Linked DNA regions of Hordeum vulgare: region 1 is linked to region 2. A link is a contact called in public Hi-C data. All regions are on one chromosome and are shown on one strand. Each heading gives the region's core, a stretch centred on a gene start, on an enhancer-like site or on the middle of the called end of the contact. The rest is flanking DNA. Distances are from core to core; before and after follow the strand shown. Region 1 has its middle 96 kb from the start of LOC123445479. Region 2 has its middle 23 kb from the start of LOC123445478.

Region 1 (7,402 bases), core at 4,879-7,378, 270 kb after region 2:
CGACCTCTTCTCAAGATCTGCTTATGATGCACCGTCCTTTTGTATCTTATGTGATCTCTAGTACGAATGCGCGATACCTGTATCTCGGTGGATGGTTAGGTGAACAGTTGTGTTCAAGTTCCGATGATCGCATTTGTTTTGAATTTATTTCAGGATTTTTGGTGATGCGCGTTTAGTAAAAGGAGATATTTGCGTCGACCACAATGTTCATTTAGTTACTTCGTTAATCGCAACATGATATGATAGCCGAGCCTCTCGGACGTGCTCATACAGATAAGATATGCGTATGTCTATACATATAAATGAGAGTATGCGCATATATATGAATGCCTCCTAAAGTGTAATACGTGCCTTTTGTGGGGGGGGGGGGGGGGAGGGGGCTGGTCGGCCAGCGCCGCCCTCCCTCCCCCTCGCCGCCATCGGGCAAAGCCCGCACCATGGATAGCAGCGGCATCTCTGTCCGAGAGAGGTCACTCCCTCATCGTGCTCGGTGAACCGGTGATTTGCTGCGCTCTGGTTGTCAGGACGACGGAATCGGAGGGTGGCTTCTCTGGTCGCTGTCCAACTCCAATTATCGCTCGAGGGATGGCGCATCAGGCTCCATGCGGTCTGACGCATCGCTCAGCTTCGCATCTTAGATCCTACAACAAGGTTGGGTTGTAGTGGCGTCCCTCCCATCATTGCTCAAAGGTGTGGCACTGCTTGTGTGCAGGTCGTCGACCAGGGGTTTGCGCCTCTTGTGGCTGTCTTGCGAAGGACGGTTGTTGGTCCTGGCTAGCTGTCGGAGCCGGCTCACCGCCGGTGCTGTTGGTCGGCTTCGACGTCACTGAGGTGTGGTGCCGATCCTTGTTTGGCGATGGTGCATTGCTATGTAGGGGTGTGTAGGCTAGTGGAGGTTCTGGCGATGGGGATGTTGGTTGGTGTCGGCCAACAGCATTGGAGTGAGGGTGTGCTGCACCGGGCGAAGTCTGACCGGTGCTTGCTAGTAGGCGGCAAAAACGCATGTGGGGTCATCATCTTTCTTGAGGCGCCACCGAAAAGATCTGTGCATCCTCTTCTCTCGAACGAGCTCTTTGGGTGACAGCCAAGAACCTGATGTAGGATCGAGTTGTGCGTCGTCTCCAACGTGGCTCTCCCTCTTCGGGGTGCCGTCATGAAGACCGTGATCCCTCCTGCTCTTACTTAAGGTTGGACGTGCACGACATCGTGGTCCGCAGGTTCCTGGCTGGCGGTGTGTATGTGGCATTGCTCCTTGTGTGGCCACGATGATGGTTTCAAGATGAGCATGGTCATAGCTTGCCTTCATCGTCAACCGTCTGACATATTCATAAGCTTGAAGTCGGAGATGTGGCATTGCAGAGCAACACTGCAGCAATGATACCATATGACGGGCATATCGGACCATGTTGGCGCAAGGCAATGTTGCTTTTCTCTCGTGAGGCTCGTCATAAAAGTTAGATTTGCCTCGCCGTCAACGCATACTTCCAATTGTTTGGCCATGGCCGGCAGGGTTTCCGTGCATTGTTCGTTTAGAGGGATCTTGATGGGTAGTCAACAATGACACTACTAGGGAAAATCATAGTAGCGGAGCTGGTTATCACAATTAGTAGTAGCGCGGGTGCCTGCTTGATCGCTACCTTAATTGGGTAGTAGTAGCACGGTTGCCACCCCGCGCTACTACTACATGTGTTAGTAGTAGCGTAGGTGCTATCCATGCTACAACTAATAATTTGTAGTGTGTGTCTCTGACCCACGCTACTACTACTATTTATTTTATAAAAAATTGATCCCGTGTGCGCTGTTAATTATGGAAAATGGTTCGATTCAGTGTCGTCGAAGGCGCGAACGGGAAGCGGTAGAACACATCCGGTGGTGGGTGTTGGAGAGGGACCAGATTCATAGTGTGGGACTCCACTTTGTGGCCAAGCCGGAGAGCTGATGGTCATCCATGACGCCGACCTCCACAGTCATGGACTTGGGAGGGTGAGTCAAACTAGATGGAGAGAGGACAAAACAGAAACGACGGAGAGAGGGAGGAGATGAAGGAGCATCAGGGGTGGTCACCATGGTGAGGTGCTCTAGCTTTGTGGCAAGGAGGCGTGGGGGAAGGCCTGCGAGCACCTAGACACGCGAGGCGGTAGACTCATTAGGCGCCATGGAGGAGGAGGCACACAAGGGCTTGAGCACTATGGAGAGCCTATGAAAATAGGGAGGAGAGGGATGGGAGAGAGAAGGGATTCGAGGGAGGAGATGAGAATTTGAGGGCTGTTAAAATAATCTTTACTTAGTGGCCGTCTGAGGTTTATACCCCGCGTTACTACTATGACATGTCCTGTCCAAGAGGCCATCCTGCAAATCGCTTAGTAGCAGCACGGGTTTGTACCCTGGGCTACTACTATCAATTTAATAACAGCTCGGTTTTTTTTACCCCACAGTAGTATTCTGGCAATGTCCCAAGGTACATGATATGGACTAGTTAGTGACATCGCAAGATTTATATCCCGCGATACTACTATCAACTTAGTAATAGCTCGAGATATGTTGCGCACACTATTACTAAGTAGTAGCGATGCGGTCCTCTTACCCCATGCCACTATTAAATGACGTCCTATAGTTTTTCTTCTAGTAATGAAGTCGGAGAGGTGATGACCATGACTTTACAGGCAACCTCAACCGTGTCTTCTGGGTGCTATGTCGTCCGGGTGCCTTCTCTACATGTAACAATTTTTGTTCCGATTGTTCTTAATTAACCGGCCAATTCTTTTCAATCTTTTTAATGAATTTGTCCTAGGGGACCGCGTTTCAAAAGAAGCTAAGGCCCTGTTTTTTAAAAGTCCTAGGAATTTTTTTAGTCACAAATAAAAAGTCCTTAGTCCCTACCCGTTTATGTCGATGGACTAAACAGGGACTAGAGGTTATTAAATGGCATGCAAAAAGATCATGATACCCTTAATAATGTACTAGAAGTTATTAAATGACATGCTAAAAGTAGGGACACTGTTGAAAAAAGTGTCAAAAAGCTCAAAAAGACCCTTCCATAGAAACTTCTTACTTTAGTCCCAAATACCTTCCTTTAGTACCTAAAAGTCACTCATGTTTTCTTTCACATGGATTAAAAGAGACTTTTTTTTAGTCCCTATAGAAAAAAAACCCTAGAAACACCCCCTAACATGCCCAGCCATGCATCCTGGTCAGATGCATTTGCTTATATCTATGTGACGATCAAACACGTGCGTGATCCAACTTAAAAGCCTTATCGTGTTTGGTGTCACGATCGGCTGCAAACCAAGCACAAATATCTGTGGTAGATAGAGCCGTTTAACCGTCCGTGTGTCGCCACACCAGCACACCGACAGGCGACAGCAAAGAGATGCTAGTCCGTATATGTATGTGTCATGTTTGTTGCGCGCGATGCGACTCGACGGGCAGCGACACGGGTGATTGATGGCTAAGAGGTGATCATTGCGCAAATCTGAATAAAGATCGACATCAGGTGGGTGCTTAAAGCATCTCTAGCACTCATCATAAAAATCGATCCTTAAAAACACATGACACCGTAAACTGTTTTACGGTACGAAATTGCCTCAAACATAGCAGACTCTATAAATAAAACTGTAGCTCGTTTTTTGTCCTCCCATCCCAGCAAGCCGTCTCCGACCACGGCGTGCCTCGCCCCGGCGCCCCGGCTCGCCCCGCCGCCGCCCGCCTCACCCTTGCCTCGTCGTGGCACCGCCCGTTCCGGGCCACGCATGGAGTGGAGGAGCCCTGCGTCGTCCGCCTCGACCACACGCTCCCTAGCCGGCCCGCCCGCCCCCTATTTAAGCCCGACATTGCCCGCCGCCGCACGCGTATTCCCCGACGTGGCCGCATGAGCTCCCCCGCCCTCGCCTCACTCTTTTCCGGTGCCGCCCCACCCTGATTCAGGCTGCCGGTGGCCTGTTCCGCCCTACCCGTGGACGGCCTCACCTCGGCGGTGGAGGTCGAACCGACCGCAATTCAGACCGACGGTGGCAATTTCCGGCATGCAGCGGTTTCTTTCGGTGTGCGGCGATGGATTCCGGTGAGTTCCAGTACATTCCGGCTAGTTCCGCTGCGACGCGTCTCCTCCGACGAGGTTTGGCCAGTCTATGGGTTGAACTGTATATTGCATTCGAAACTGTGCATATAAGATTTTCACGGATGAATTTACCGTGTCCCTTAAAAATTTTAAGGCCGAACAAGTTTTATGGGGTCTGCTCCGTGCTGTTTTTCTGACCGAAATTGTATACACCTCATTTTTTACGGGTTTGACCAGTTTACGGGGTCTGCTAGAAATGCTCTAAAAAACGGTCCGATACGCATGTAATGCACTTAGTGTATGCTAAATGTATTTGATTCATGAAAGTGACACACAGATTTTGTTGTTGTTTCTTCCTAAATGATGACGTTCACACGTGCGACAGGAGACAATATGGTTCATACACATTTGTAATCATTCATATTGACACAACAAACATATGATATCAACATAATTTTTTTGGTTTTTAGACTTAAAAATGTTTTATCTCTTAAACAAAAATCCAATTAAACAACGTTTTCATCATTAAATCCGTCCTGACGAGATCTTTAAAAGTAAATCCCATATTAATAGGTTTTGATGACTTTTTTAGGGGCTACAAGTTGCCACATGTTTATACTGAAGTTGTCATAGGGTTTTCAATAAAATTGCCACGACATATTTCATCTCGTTTTTTATAGATTTCAAGTTACCATTGTATTTCAACTACTTTTCACGACAATTTTTATTAATTGGTCATGGCAAATTTTAGTAATTAATCACGACACATTTAATTCATGGATCATGGTTACTTTTGGTAAATCATCATGGCAAATCGAGTTTACCATGACAATTTTAGTATTTTGTCCATAACAAATCTAGTATTTTGAACATGAAAAACATTTTTTTGTAAGTACCACGGCAAATTTTAGTGCATGTATCATGGCAAATTTAAGTAATTTACCATGAAATTTTTTGTATTTTGACCATAACAAATCTAGTATTTTGAACATGAAAAACATTTTTTTGTATGTACAATGGCAAATTTTAGTGCATGTATCATGGCAAATTTAAGTAATTCACCATGGCAGTTTTAGTTTAGGGTTCATGGCAAATTTGAGCGAGTGATCATGCATTTTTAAAATTACTGGCAACATATTTCTTTTTTACTTATGAACCATGTCACAATTATTTCATGGATCATGCCAAATTTTAGTAATTCATTATGACAAGTTTAGTTTGTTAATTTCCTGTTTTATAACACGTCAAAGTTTATTTTAAACATAAAAAAAGTAATTGAAATATATCATGGCAACTTTAGTGTAATCATGATGAAAATTTATGTGCAATAGACATGACAATTTTTAAACCAAAAATAAGTCGTCGAAACATATCAATATCAGATCTAGTTTCAAAGATCTCGTCACGACTGATTTGAAGATGAAAACGGTTTTTCAATATGATTTTTTATTTAAAAGATAAAACACTTAAAAAAACTAAAAATACAAAAGATTCCTTTTAACATCATCAGTTTTGCCACTTATGCATGCATGTATTGACGTGACGCAATCTATAATCATTAAACATGTGGAATATTCTTGCTACCATCACACGTATAGACGTTATAGCGACCCTGTTTCTTTAAGCATTGCTACATGACGAGAAAGGAGGGGACTTGGAACGCAAGTTGATCAAGAATTCGAGAGAAAAACCACATTTTGTTTTTGTTGCTGCTGCACTGCATAGTGCATACCATAGTGCAGCAACGGCTCGTAGCCTAAGTCCTGCTAGATACCATAGTGCTGGTGTGTACGGTCAATAATGATTTGGGTTCCTTTTGGCAGTTTGCCACAGGTGCACTTCAAGTTAAGTGCATATATACGGGTGATGGGGAGCAGACGGGACCGGCTTTTAACTCGTGACAGAAACAGCTCCAAGAGCATCCAAAACAATTAAATTTGGACTCATCGCTTGCAATGAAAGAGGACGAAAGAAGCGTACGAACAAACACGACAGAGATCGAGGGAGAAAGCACGGCCCGTGGCATGGTAGCAACCTTGCAAAGGTGCATCCATGGGGACGCAGATAGATAGGGATCGGGACATGAGAAAGGGGTGTGGGAACAAGCGGACAACAGCCACCACGCCTTGTCGCGGAGCAAGGTTTTGTGCTTGGACGCATCGAAGGCAGCTGCGCGCGGCCTTGAATTCCGTCACCGGCGCCACCTGCTAGCTCGTGTCTCCGTCACGAGGCCGACGCTTTTGGTCTCGTTCGACCGTTTCCGAACCCAGCAGAACGCGATCCAGGAGCTAGCGACTACGGAGCCTATCCGGTTTGGACGCACTGTATCCATCATCCAGGGTAGCAACAAACAAGGGCCAGCGCCAGGCGATCAACCAAAAACTACGGGGAAAGCAGCAGGGCAACGTGATGCGGTGTGGTTTGCCTCTTGTCTTTGTCTCCGGGGAGCCGAGCTTTGGGCGCAAGGCGACCTAGGAGAGAACGTGGCGTCCGGCGTGGGGTGGACTTTCGGGACTTCATATATGTTTGTTCGGATTTACTAATTCACATTTAGATGAAAATTAATTATGTCATATCTAACATCCTACCACATGATCTAATATTTGTGCTCCACGCTAGCTCCAGCGAAATCCGTTTTTCCGTTGCTAGTCTTTTTGCACATGCCACGGTCGTTGTTTGTGATGTGCTCCTTGTCTGCGTCGGCTGTAGGCCCTTTTTCTCGCAGCAATGCTACACATTATATGGATTTTACAAAGAGGTGGATTTTGATTGGAGATTCAGAAGAATGAGGGCCCCACCCCCCTTAAAAATCAGAGGGGGAGTGGTTACTTAGAAAGAAAGAATCATAGTCAGCATGTAACCTTATGTAACTTTTTATATGTCTAGCATTTTTGTTTTTCTCACCCTGCCATGCATGTGTCTTAGACTGGGTTGTTTCAGTGTCTTTTTAGACTCAATTACACCACAGGCGTTTGAACTTGACAAAAAAACAGTTTAATGCTAAAACTTGCAACATACATTGAATCAGTGATAAAAAATGATTTGATCGTGCATCTAAGATGCTAATCACATTTTGTATACATATAAAGTGTTGACAAGGAATGCCAACATGGCATGGGACCTAATGTTAGTGATCGGAAGGCGGGGAGGGCCGTGTGGCCTACTTTTTGCGAAAAGCATCGTGCTATTTTACTTTTTCTCATAGAAAGCCTCTCAATTTTTTCTTAAAAAACGCTGAAACGTGACTATGTCAATTGGGTCCCACCCGTCAGGGCACAATACAAACAAAGGGAAATGAGGACGCAAAATTAAGGACTGCCCAGGTTCGAACACGCGACCTTAAAT
Region 2 (6,535 bases), core at 3,327-5,826:
GTAAAAGCTTTTCTGTTTCAATAATTAAGAAAATGATATTTGTCTCGTTAATTAGTGGAAACCAGACGAAAATCGATACACGAGACACGAGAGTCAGAACCCTACAAAGACTCAAAACAAACCACAATGACACCACAGACGGCACATTCCAACAAGCTATCTCGTAAAATATCAAACAGACTACTCCAAAAATAACAAGCAGCGGAAAAGAAAACAAGTGGCCGAGAAGGTGGCCGACAGGGTGGGAGCGGTAGCCGCCGGTGGGAGTTGGTGGAGCGGGGCGGCCATGGTCGCGGGTGCAAGCCGTTGGGGGCTCCTCACACGGAGACGACGACATTTTGCTTGCTGAATTTGTTACTGTACTACCTTGTCGTTGCCATTGTTGCCTTTAATAATAGATCGGCGCTCCTTGTACATGTTCTCAAAAAGCACGGGCCTACCCTTGAAATCAACGTGGAAGAGGGATTGGCTAAGCGGGAGCGGCCGTAAGTTTCATCCGTATTAGAGCAAGTACAATAAGGTACAGTCAGCAGACTGTAAGGATTAAAATACTATATTTTTGCTGAGTTGGATGAGAGAGAAGAGGAGAGAGAAGGGAAGCGGGCTCTTCGTGAAGAGCCAGCTCTAGCACGTGCTCCTAGGTGCTTTGTGAGAATGAAAGATGGGCCATATATGATAAAAGTAGTACTATTTTATATCTAACTATTGTACAAGCTAGCTATAAGATGGACTATAAGAATGCTTATAACCAGCAGTTGGCTATACTATTAACCATGCTCTTAGCATTTTTGGTCAGAATGCTCCAAAAGTCTCCCAGACAAACAGGCAAAGCCAAGACACCGTTCTTGGCGTTGCCATCGTGTGCCCGAGAAGATGCAATGAGAATGGAAGTGGCCGGCGGCCGGCGTGCATGGAGCCACCGTGACGAGTCGCAGACGTATGCGGTGCGTGTGCGTGAGCATGCTCTTGCGACGAGCTCGAGTGGACTTGCGTGGCTAAATTCATGCACGTACGGCAAATCCGTGGTAGATTCACAAAGGGCGTCCCGTGCTTTTCATGACACGAAGATTTGCATGGCCCAAGTAAAGGCCACGGACAAGACGTACGCCACCCCTCTTATATCAGGCTATCTCTCATCCGCTAAGTCACAGGTAACCTGCTTTAATTAGGTAATTCACAAGGAACTGCTCTATCTATTACACAGTCTGGATTTACCCCTTTTTCACCTAATGCAGTCTGCATGCCCTCCTCGGTCTCCAGTAGTGGTAATAATAGCATGATGATTGACGGCAAGATGGAAAATGACACACAAATGATCCATTCCATCGGCAGATCGCCTTCCCAGCCTTGCTAAAATCTCTGCATCGATCTGATCTAAAACGGGAAAGCACGCAAAATCTGGTCACAACACTTGCAATGTCTTAAAGAGTGCATGTTCACGACAAATGCATGCGTCAACAACCCCCGCGTCGTCTCCGCTAGGGCGACTCGGGCGGCGTCAAAACCTTAGCCAACGGGGGCACACACTCCCTCCTTCTGTCCCTCCATCGTCATCGAGGGACGACGTCGGGCTATGCCCGAGGGCCGACGGCGGTGACGGGGGACTCCCTCTCTCCCGCGTCTCAGGGATTGTGCGGGGCCCTTACGCGAGTGGAGGCGCGACCAATCAATTGGAGCGGCGGCGATGGCAACGGCGACGCCGGTGGGGGCCGGCCCTATCATGGGGAACGACAGCTGCATGCGCGTCGGGCAGCCTGGTCACGAGCAGCGGCATGCGGCGGCTGGTCCAGCTTAGGCGACGACGACTGGCTATGCCATGGTGGCGCACCCTTTGGCTTCGGATTGGCGGTGACTTGGAGGGTCTAATGGACTGTCCGGCGTCATCTTCGGTCAAATTTAATTTGGCCGGTGCAACCGGTGGTGGTGGTCATCTGCTCCGTCGGAGGTGGTCGACCTAAGTCTGGGTGTTTGGATCTTGAGATCCGTCATCTAGTTCGGGATGTGAGTCGGGAAGACACAATTGCCGGTGAAAACCGAGCTGAAGAGAGGTGATGGCGGCGTTCCAGGTCGTTATGTTGATGAAGGCATCATCGTGTAACTACCGTCGACCCGCTTGTGTCTCTCCGGAGGAAACCCTATGATGGCGGCACTATGGTGTCGTTTCTCTCGTGGAAACATCGTTTGTGAAGCAGCGCTTCAAGACAGAGGCATGAGGTGGAACGGCTTCATCTTGAACGGAGCTCACTCAAGATGTCAAATCATGCCCGGCCGACAGTTGCTACGCGCTGACATGCCTGTTCGGCAGGTGCTAATCACGACAGGTTTTTTTCCCGAGTCTCCGCGTTGGAATGGACGAACGCAGAGCGGTGGCACTGTTGGACGTCATGGTGGCATCGACGAATGACCGGATTGGCAAGGATGATGCGGATCTCTCTCCTCAAGATGAGGCAATGATTCGATTGGATGACGGCTTCTAAAACGTGTGCATATGATGTACACTTTATATCTGCTACTTCTGCTATTGCTTTCGATACGTTGTATGGATGAATCAACGACGTGGGGGAGTATACATGGGCATTCTTCGGGCCGGGCCAAAAAAAGCCCGGTGCTGAAAACCTAGGCCCGAACTCGCCTGGCCCGACCGTCGGGCCTAGATGTTGGGCCCAAACCTGACCCAAGACCAAAAAAGCCCGACTAGGCTCGACCGCGGCTTAATTCTGTTCTTCCATAGGTTCAAGCCTGGCTCGACCTGACCATCAGGCTCAATTTTCCGTCCCGATGGCACAAATAGGCCCGGCCCGGCCCGGAATTTTCCGGCCGGGCCGGGCTGCCCATGCCGAGGTATAGTGGGGAGTGAGAAAACTCCACGTTATCAAGTTTGTAGATGTAAACATGCTTTGGGTGTGAGTGATGACTTTGTTTTGGTTAGACCTTTATAAAATAAATAATAAAGATCATTGTATTCATGGATTGATGCAGGGACATGTTAAACTAGTTTAGGGGGTGTTTCTTTCCAGGAACTTTTTGGTGTAGGGACTAAAAAAAGTCCCTAAAAGTCCCATGGGAAAGAAACAGGAGGGACTTTTAGGGACTAAAAGTGGTCATTTGGGACTAGTTGAAGAAGTCCCTCCAGGAGGGACTTTTTCCCACCGTACCCCGCGCCGCATCCGCTCGCTCCTCTCATCCGCTCGCTCCCCCCCTTCTCTTCCCCGCCGCCGCCGCCGCTTCTCCCCTTCCCAGCCGCCGCCGCCCGTTCTCTTCCCCGCCGCCGCCGCCGCTTCTCCCCTTCCCAGCCGCCGCCGCCCGTTCTCTTCCCCGCCGCCGCCGCCGCTTCTCCCCTTCCCAGCCGCCGCCGCCGCCGCCCGTTCTTTTCCCCGCCGCCGCCGCTTCTCCCCTTCCCAGCCGCCGCCGCCCGTTCTCTTCCCCGCCGCCGCCGCCGCTTCTCCCCTTCCCAGCCGCCGCCGCCCCTTCTCTTCCCCGCCGCCGCCACTGCTTCTCCCCTTCCCAGCCGCCGCCGCCCGTTCTCTTCCCCGCCGCCGCTGCCGCTTCTCCCCTTCCCAGCCGCCCCGCCCGTTCTCTTCCCCGCCGCCGCCGCCCGTGCCCTTCCCAGCCGCCGCCGCTGCAGTTCCCGTCGCAGTTCCCGTCAGGGGTAATATGGTCTTTTTGCAAGTCATTTAATGATCCCTAGTCCATGTTTAGTCCCTGGAAAGAAACGGGTAGGGACTAGAGACTTTTTAGTTGGGACTAAAAAAAGTCATAGGACTTTTTAAAGAAACAGGGCCTTAACCTTCTTTTCTTAAGAAAAAAAAAACGAGGTGAGCAATAGCACACATGCAGGCAGTTCAATCTGAACATCACAGCTCCCGCTAGTTTTAGTGGAGAAAAAGTTTAATCTCAACAAAACTGTATACCTTACGTCGAGTCGTAGAGAGCACATTTATTTATTCTCAAAGAATACTGTCAGAGAATAGCCGCCTCTAGAGACTAGAGAGGTAGGTGCAGCGTGCACGGGAGGAGGTAGAGAAAAGAGAAGAATCGCACCCCATGCCGCTTTGACGCATGTTGCCAAACACAAAACAGAAAAGAAAACAGATGATCCCATCCCACCACGCCACGCCATGCCACACATAGCTCCAACTGAGATGAATACAAGCTGAAGCAAGCACCATATGGTTGTCTTTGGCATTTGGCGCTCTCATCCAGGAGAGAGGACGGGCAGAGAAACAAAAGACACGAAGCAAATCACCTCTCAAAAGTCCAGCCCGTTCCACGCTCTCCCCTGCTTTCCTCCCCATCCCCGGAGGCAAAAGACACGAAGCAAATCACCACAAATCCGTTGTTTCGCCCGTGGTTTTTCGTTGGATGCATAACAGGGTGCGTCCAAATCGGATAGGCTCGCGGGTCGCTGGCTTCTAGATGGCGTTTTATTGGGTTCGGAAAGAAGCCGATCGACCTGCTCGCAGGTGGCAACGATCGAACGAGACCAAAAAACTGTCGGCCTCGTGACGGGGACACCAGCAGGTGGTGCCTCTCTCCCTGACTCGCTCTCTTGTTTCTTTCTTTCGTCCTCTTGCTTAGCCGGACAAGTTGCAGCCATCGATGAGTCCAAATTCAAATGGGTTTGGACGCTCTTGGAGCTGTTTGGTAACGAGTTAAGAGCCAGTGCCATCCATCACCTGTGCGCAGTGCACTTGTTGCAAACTGCCAAGAGGAAAATGAATTCGTTATTGGCCGCACACACCAGCACCGTATTTAGCAAAAAGTGGTACGCACTGCTAAAAATAAAATGCTTATCCGGCTACGATCCGACCGCTAGTGTGTTTTTCTCGGTTTTCTTGATCAACTTGCGCGCCCTGTCCCCTCTTCTTTTCGTCATCTAGCAATAAGTACATATCAATGATCCAACACAAAGGTCTACGTCGCTCTGGTGAATCACACGTAACCACAACTTTAATACTACAGGCTAGTTCGACCGTTCTCATGCATCTCGTACGACACCCATATCTGTTGGTTTCCTTTCATGGGCCACCGTCACATTTTTTTACCAGACCAGAATCATAGGGCACTTGTAGTGTTCCAGATTGGCATGACTTTTATACCACTCCTGATGCATTTTCCTAAGCAAATAGTTACTGAAAATGCCGAGCTATTCGAGTTGGAACACGGTAGCCGCAAAACGAAAATTAATTTACAAAAACAGTTGTTTCTCAAGGAGAAATACACGGTCAGCTTTGGTTGCCTGCCACCTGCACAAGGGACAAGTTTCGCTTCGAAAAGATAATAATACCTGGTCGTTGTAATCAGTCACCTCACTCGAGCTAGACTTTAGCCAACACATGCATATATTGTCTAAGGTGTTGTTTAAGCTTTGACGATCGCTCACTCTGATATTGGTTCAATACAACATCGTCCCACCGCCGACTATCAATCCCCCTTGATGCAGAGTCTAACCGGTAAGTTACCATCATTGTATTTGCATATGCCCACGGATGGATGACTGAACATCTGCAAATTGCTCCTTGATCACCTGCTCACCACCAATCTCCCGTGTTGCTGCCCGTTCCGGTCGCATCGCGCACAACAAACTTGACACACACGTATAAGGACACACGAACGGTTAAGCAGCTCCATCTACCACGGATATTTCTGCTTGGTTCGTAGCCGATCATGGCACCAAACACGATAAGCTTTTAAGTTGGTCTATCGCAGATCACACGCGTGTCCTAATGTCACATAAATTTAAGCAGGTGCAGCTCTGACCAGATGCATGGCTGGACAAGTTAGCTTGGGTGTTGTTATGGTCGCAAGGTGTCGCATTTTCTCACTGGAAATCCCACAGAAAAGGATGGTGCATCACAAGCATATCGCCAGAAGAGGTTGATCGTGTGCAGTTATGTGTATGTGCCATTCCAACTAGCTAGGCAGGTTGATCATCATTGGCTCATGACCCACACGACGTCGGCTCGTGGTAGCGAAGTTTGGCTTGTGCGATAGCAGCCATTGTGTGGATATCGTAGACAAAATCGCAAGGATTGGTTGGAGGATGTTATCTTACATGTGCTTGCGTTAAACTAAGGTTTGTTCTGCTCATAGAAAATATCAGATTTGTTAACTAAAATGTATTTGTTGATCTCCTTTTTGTTTCCGTCTGCAGAACCATTTGATAACCAGTTGAACACGCATCGGGTTGAATATGCACCTCACTGAGAATAGTATAAGGACGGACGTTGGACTTTACGGACACGACTGGTCACACGCGTCACGACAGGGCCGGATGGGAGGATGGTACGATCACGACAGGGCCATGGGGGTTTGTATTTCATGTAGGTGAAGTTAAGGAAGTTGATGACACCCCACGTTTAGAGCACACTTCAGGGTAAAAAACTACTTTCTGACCAGAAAACAAGACCACATGATCGATCACATGGACGTGCTATCGCGTGCAACGCGACGATCTTATATTAAACTCTAGTGCCACCTATCACGGCTTCACGGCCTGATCATCAACGCAAGTGATCGACCACTGCAGCTGAAC

The links. A called contact is a pair of places that touch in the nucleus more often than the background predicts.
Region 1: a contact with region 2 is called in a Hi-C map of leaf, with 5 times the contacts expected there. The contact joins two enhancer-like sites. A contact is called at or near these places in 3 of 6 Hi-C or Micro-C datasets (leaf and seedling).

The regions. Positions count from the first base shown.
Region 1 is chr3H:595,338,788-595,346,189 of MorexV3_pseudomolecules_assembly, forward strand. No RefSeq gene overlaps it. Among protein-coding and RNA genes, the nearest start is that of LOC123445479, 96 kb to the left of the region's middle. Within about 2 kb of position 6,129, at least 3 of the 3 cell types and tissues checked have open chromatin away from gene starts, as enhancers often do. A contact at or near this core is called in leaf and seedling, where this site is marked.
Region 2 is chr3H:595,069,380-595,075,914 of MorexV3_pseudomolecules_assembly, forward strand. No RefSeq gene overlaps it. Among protein-coding and RNA genes, the nearest start is that of LOC123445478, 23 kb to the left of the region's middle. Within about 2 kb of position 4,577, at least 3 of the 3 cell types and tissues checked have open chromatin away from gene starts, as enhancers often do. A contact at or near this core is called in leaf and seedling, where this site is marked.